Regions from separate parts of the Mus musculus genome. Here region 2 is linked to region 1. Evidence: chromatin contacts called from public HiChIP or PLAC-seq data. All regions are on one chromosome and are shown on one strand. Each heading gives the region's core, a stretch centred on a gene start, on an enhancer-like site or on the middle of the called end of the contact. The rest is flanking DNA. Distances are from core to core; before and after follow the strand shown. Region 1 has its middle 3.7 kb from the start of Lgr6. Region 2 has its middle 2.9 kb from the start of Gm41955.

The links. HiChIP or PLAC-seq counts read pairs in DNA pulled down with a chosen protein or histone mark.
Region 2: an H3K27ac HiChIP or PLAC-seq map of embryonic stem cells shows a contact between it and region 1, with 6 read pairs. The contact joins two enhancer-like sites. A contact is called at or near these places in 2 of 115 datasets of contacts at active chromatin or transcription factors (embryonic stem cells and pancreatic cancer cells) and 1 of 9 other capture datasets (pancreatic islet).

Annotation. Positions count from the first base shown.
Region 1 is chr1:135,107,404-135,110,627 of GRCm38.p6, forward strand. It overlaps the pseudogene Ptprv. Among named protein-coding and RNA genes, the nearest start is that of Lgr6, 3.7 kb to the left of the region's middle. Within about 2 kb of position 1,433, at least 21 of the 459 cell types and tissues checked have an H3K27ac peak or open chromatin away from gene starts, as enhancers often do. A contact at or near this core is called in embryonic stem cells, where this site is marked.
Region 2 is chr1:135,203,403-135,206,626 of GRCm38.p6, forward strand. No RefSeq gene overlaps it. Among named protein-coding and RNA genes, the nearest start is that of Gm41955, 2.9 kb to the left of the region's middle. Within about 2 kb of position 1,604, at least 11 of the 459 cell types and tissues checked have an H3K27ac peak or open chromatin away from gene starts, as enhancers often do. A contact at or near this core is called in embryonic stem cells, where this site is marked.

The DNA.
Region 1 (3,224 bases), core at 183-2,682:
CCCTTTTGTTACTTAGGGTTTTTTTGTTACTTTTGTTTCTTGAGTCAGGATCTCCTGTAGCCCAGGCTAGCCTCACCCTTGCTATGTAGCTAAGGATGATCTTGAGTTCGGATCTTCTTGTCTTTACATCCTGAGTGCTGGGATTCCAGTCATGGGCTACCATGCATAGTCTATGCGCTATTAGGGGATCAAACCCTGGACCGGGATATCATGCATACAAGGCAAGAATTCTACAAACTGACTACCTCCCAGGACCCATAAAGCTTTCCTTCCACTTCTTCACCGAAGCAGACCATCGGACCCTTGCATACGGCTAAGAACCAAGTTAGCCAATGAGAAACCTGGCTACTGCTGCCATGGGCGTGGCCTGTATAAAAGAAAGGAAGACAGTGCAGGAATGGGGGAAACTTGACAGGTTCAACCAGAGCCACCCCTGGTTCCTTACTTAAGGGTCACAGTGTGGCATTAGCACCTCTACTCTGGCAAGGAGCCTACAGTGACTGAGGATAGCCCCTGGAGATAGACAAGGGGGTCCAGTGGCAGATGAGAAAAATGGAGAAAGAACAATAAGTAAATAGGGCTCAGCATCGCAGGATGTTAGGAGTAGTTTGAATATACTTGGCCCAGGGAGTGGCACTATTTGGAGATATGGCCTTGTTGGAGGAAGTGTGTCACCGTGGGCATAGGCTTTAAGGACCCTCATCCTAGCTGCCTGGAAGCCAGTTCTCTGTTTATCTTTGAAACAAGATGTAGATTTCTCAGCTCCTCCAGTGCCATGCCTGCCTGAACACCGCCATGCGAACCACATTGATGATAATGGACGGAACCTCTGAACCTGTAAGCCAGCCCCAATTAAATCATGTCCTTTATAAGAGCTACCTTGGTCATGGTGTCTGTTCACAGCAATGGAAACCGTAACTAAGACAGGTAGAAAGTTTGATGTCTGAATACACTGGAAAAGCAGAAGGTTAGAGAACAGGGAATAGCTGGGAATAGTCAAGAGTATGCCAGCTTTAGCCAACAGGCTTAGCTAGACCAAGCTCCGGCTGTCACCCATGCCCTAGATTGAAGGATGCAGAAGCAGACACAACCATGAGTTTGACCATGTCTCTTTATTCCCAGACTCTGCCCTTTGACAGCGTGAGGCCGATAGATCTGTTCTCCTGGGGAAGCCAGGCCTGGGTGGATTTGCTGGAACGTGATGCCTAGCAGGGCACAGGTCACTTCCTAGCTCGGGGCAGCCTGTTCCTCAATGCGCTGTTCAGACAGTTGTAGAGGTAGATATACTGCTCCTGGTTAGACACAGGCAAGAAACCTTACCTACTTGCCCAAACCTGACAGAGAAGGCTCCCAGGGTTCTCCTAACCCCTACTCCTTCTGGACAGGGCACGGTGGTCCACAGAGCCACCTAGTGGTGACCTGGATGTGGTAACCTAATAGTCATCTGTGGCTGGGACAAGACCAGGCCTGTCTTTGATCCCTTTCACAGTAAGCCCCTCCCTCTTTGCCTCTCACCAGCGTTGGGGTCTTAAGGCCACAGGCCTGTGTCTGCTTCAGGGCCACACTGAAGACATCCACTGTGCGCTCGGTCCCTGCTTGCTGTAGCAGCTGTTCCATAGCCAAGAAGGTGCCCAGCTGGTATGTGACCTTGCTGTAAGTGACCTAGAGTTAGATGTGGGACCTCTGGAGATGGGGTAGTGTCCAGGCACATGGGGAAACCAAGATTAGTTCTAAGGACTAGGAAATAATGCTAGGCACTTGATTGGCCAGCCAGGCTAGAGAGAGCCCTACCAAATCCCTGCAAATGGAGCAGAAGAGACGGAGCCTTGGGAGACCCTTTGACCCATAACCCAAGTTAACACATGACGTTTGTCGATGGCACCTGGAGTGACTGAGCAGGGTCCCTGGCTTCTTGCTATTGCCCCGGGAGCAGCACTGGCCCACAGCATCAAGGAAGGTCAGTAGGGTGTTAGCTGGGAGCTCACTCCCAGTCTGGCAGTGTGGAAACTGCAGGCATTGAACCTGCCTTTCCGTCCCACTGTCCCCCTGGAGGAAGGGCAATACCAGCATTAGTGCTCCAGGAGGGTGGCAGAGGGAAGTCAGCATGGGATTCTCATATCACTGCCCTCTGCCCCAAGCCCTGAGATCTCAACACCTACATGTATAACTCTGATGAGGGTACTGGGCCAGCCAGCTGTGTTGCTCTCAGCCACTCTGTGCACTGTCACCATGTCTGTGACAATAGGCTGCATCTCCATTGGCCAGATGTCTTGTGGCTAGGACCAAAACAGTCAGCTTCCAAAATTTCCACCCATGCCCTAGCTGAACAGCAAACAACACCATATACTACTCCTCTCCCCGCCCCGTTCCTGGAGCAACACATACTGTCCCTCCACTCGCCTCACCTTCTCCTTGGTATCAGGCAGACCCAGGGAGACAAGCACATAGGCGCCATGTTCCCACACCATTTCCCAGAGTTCCTTTGGTCCGGCCGAGCCAGTCAGCACCACATGGTCGCGACCAGACGGCCCACCCTGCAGAGCACAGTTTGTTGGTTCCCAGGGATTAAGGAGTCTCCTGACCATAGTCCATCTGTGCTATAAGCCCCTAGGACCCAGCCCCAACCCCAGGCAGGGAAGCACAAATAATCAAGCAGGGCTGCAGGCTCAGCATCGTCTCACAGGGAAGAGTGAGGCTGCCAGCATGTTATCAGCTGGGCTCTCCTCCACCAGGGCCAACTGCTCCTGAGAATGATGACCTGAGAGAAGATGAAGAGGATGAAGTTGCCAGGGGTCTCACAGTCGGCATTTGCTCCACCCCAATCAACGTTGTATCCCGTGAGACTCACAGGAGGCGATGCTGTTCTGATTATAGTCAGGAGAGGGCAGCAGAGAGCCAGTCTCATCCTTGATGGCCTGCTTCAGGAGCTGGGAAAGAGATGGATGGACATGGTAAGGTTGGGCAGGGAGAACTGTTCCATGGTTACTCACTCCTCAGCTCAAAGTATACCCTGTACTCCTTCAAGAAACCGGCATTGGCATTGGCTGCCCTCTTGGCACAAGCTTGTGCAAAATTCATCACAGGGATGGGGCCGGAGCTGGAGGAGGGAGGAGAGAGAAAGCACTTGGTTGTCTAGCCCCTGCTTCCGGGCCTCTCTGCTGGGTCTAGTGCTTAGGAGCTCAGAGCCTAGCGGGAAGCACAGGACACCAGTGCCCACCTGCCTG
Region 2 (3,224 bases), core at 354-2,853, 96 kb after region 1:
AGAAAAGAAACCCAGTTTCTTGGGATGGCCTTCCTATGGTTTCCTTTCTTGCAGTTATCTCTGGTGTGTGTGTGTGTGTGTGTGTGTCTATGTGTGTCTGTCTGTCTCTGTGTGTGTCTGTTTGTCTGTCTGTTTCTGTGTATGTCTGCCTGTCTCTTCCTCTGTCTGTCTATCTGTCTGTCTCTGTGTGTATCTCCTTTGTGTGTGTGTCTTTGTGTGTGTATCACCCTCTCTCTCTCTGTACATGTGTGTGTCTATCTCTGTCTGTCTGTCTCTATCTGTCTCTGTGTGTGCCTGTCTGTATGTGCCTGTCTGTCTCTCTGTTGTGTGTGTGTATTACCCTCTCTCTCTGTGTACATATGTGTGTGACTATCTCTCATTCTCTTTCTCTGTGTGTCTGCCTGTCTCTGTGTGTGTGTCTGTCTGTGCCTGTCTGTCTGTGTGTGTGTGTGTGTGTGTGTGTCTCCATATGGGTATGTGCACGAGGATATAATTGCCCAAGAAGGCCAGAGGCTTTGAATCCCCTGGGACTAGAGTTACAGATGGTTGTGAGCAGCCTCATGTGGGTGCTAGAAACTGCACACAGGTCCTCTGGAAGAGCAACAAGTGTTCCTATCCTCCAAGCTATCTCTCTAGCCCCCTCCCTCCAATAAAAGACAATGGTGCTGGGGATTAAACCCAGGGTCTCCAGCATGGCAGACCACTGAGCCATAACCCCAGCCAAGTCACCTCTCAACAAATCCTGCCCACCCTGCCACCTACATTTACCCTCTGCCCACCTTCATGGTCTGTCTCTCTCACACACCTCCAGACAGCCCCAGTTCCCACCAAAGGGCCTCTGCACCCATCTCTCCTCCCTAGAAAGTCTGTCTGTCTTGCCTCATTCTTAGCCACCACATTTCTTCGGAAAGGTCATTCTGACTCCCAGACAGCAGTCCAGCGCTCTCTGCCTGATTACCCTGCTCTGCCTCTCCTTGGCATTTCCTCCTTTGCCTCCACCACCCACCACAGTTAGTGGTTCATTGTTTTTCTCCAGCCATCCAGATCATGAGCCCTGGGAGAACAGACGGGGCGCTTGCTGACTTACTTCCCCACTGACTTTCTGGTGCCCAGAACTGTGTCTGCCACAAAGTTGAGCACTCTACATATTTGGGAAGTGCATGTATACAGACAGAGTGAATGCCTTTGAGAAGAAGTGAGGTCAAGAAGGCTGCTGATAGGCTCCCATCAGCAACAACAGAGCTCATGCATAAGGACACCCACCAACATTGAGATAGTGCCTGACCATTGGAAACCGGTGGCCGTGAGCCCCCTCATCGTGCTGGGCTATCTGATCTGGGAGTTAAGTGCTGTGTTGAGAGAATTGTTGAAAGGCGCACGGGCAAGGCTGGTGACCTTAACCCATGTTTCCCACTGCCTTAATTGACTTTTTCTGAAGCTGTTATCACTCTGGACTTCAAACAGCTGCCTCTTATCAGCGGCTCAGCCCAGCCCAGGCAGTTATCAGGTTCTAGAATAACAGCTTCTCAGGCTAATGGGAGCCCAGTGCTAAATCCCCAGCCTGGCCTAGCAAAGGCCTGATTGTCTTTCTGCTCCGCCTCCCGGGCCCTCATCACAGGGAGGGGCCTGAGACCAGCAGAATCTCCATGCAACTGCCTTTGCTAAAACCAGGGCTAAAAAGTGCAGTCTGGGGGTTCCTGGGGTCCTGTTGCTTGCACCAACATGTTAAGGGACAGGTGCCGAGCCTTTTCTGGCCACCTGAGCCATTAGCCATCTTTTTGGGTTTTGAGGCGGGACCTTTATTCTCTAGAGCAGCTTCTTGGGATTCACAGTCCTCCTGCCTCAGCTTCCTGAGTGCTGGGATTACAATGTCTACTACCATGCTGGGTTTACAGGTATATGCCTGGCTCTGTTCTTGCATGGTGCCCCTGAGCGTGCTTCAGATGATAAGCCCCGCTCTGAGACCATCCCAGATGGCAGAGGCCCTCAGTGGGAGTGCAGACCTTGCTAGGAAGACAAATCCCTGTGTCCTGAGAAGACACCTCCCATCACTGGGGCCCTGCCCCCTACAGGACTTAGAAGCTGATGGCCAGGGAAACAGGGCAGAGAGTACAATAAGTCTTCTTTATCATTCCCAGCGGGACCCAGACTCTCACAGGTCCAACGTTCAGAGTGAGATGTGGTGGTACATACCTGTAATTCCAGCTCCTGAGAAGCTGAGGCAGGGGAGTTTGGAGTTTCAGGCTGGCCTGGACAACATGGAAAGTTTCTGTCTCAAAACACACACATAAAAAAAAAAAAAAATCTAGGAGACCATGGTTGCGTCTCTCCTCCCTCAGGCCATGCTGAAGCCCAGGCCCCTTTGAGGTGGGAAAGCCAAGTGTAGGGTAGGAGCCAGAGAGAGGTTGGCTTGGGTACACGATGCACCATAGGACTCCATACCACCTTATCTGCTTCTCCCATCGCACTAAGAATATGTGTATGTTTGGGAAAGCTTCCTATGGGTTATTTATTTATTTGTTTAGCTGATTATTTTTTAAACTTTATTTTTATTTTTTGATTTTTCAAGACAGGGTTTCTTTGTGTATCCCGACCTGTCTTGGAACCCTCTGTTCAGACCAGGCTGGCCTCGAATTCAGAGATCACCTGCTTCTGCCTCTACCGTTATGAAAGGTTTGTGCCACCACTACCTGGCTTTCGTTTTAATTTCAGGGTGTTTTGTTTGGGGTTTGGTTTGGTTTTGAGACACTTTCACTACGTCGTGTGGGCTGGTCTGGAATTCATTATGTAGGTTGGTCTTGAACTCAGAGAGATCTGCTTCTGACTCGTGAGTGCTGAGCTTAAAGGCGTGTGCTATCACCCCAGCTAATGTATTTATTGAGATAAATTCTTACTATGTTCCCAGACAGCCCTTGAACTGGTGGATTTAAATGATCCCTGTCTCAGCCTACAAAGTCCTCCCAGTCCTACCTTAGTGCCCAGCTGCAGTGTAACTCAGAGGCAGAGTGCATGGGGTCCTGAGTTTTATCCCCGGCAACAAAACAAAATGAAACAAAGTTAACCGGCTCCTGTCCCTCTTCCCCACTGCACCCTGGAGCTGCTAGGATGCAAGAGGGAAAGAAGCCCGTGAAGGGCTGGAGAGATGGCTCAGTAGTTAAGAGTTAGACCTGGGTTCAATCCCCAGCATATTCATAGCCCTCTGTAGCTCCAGTTCCAGGGATCTG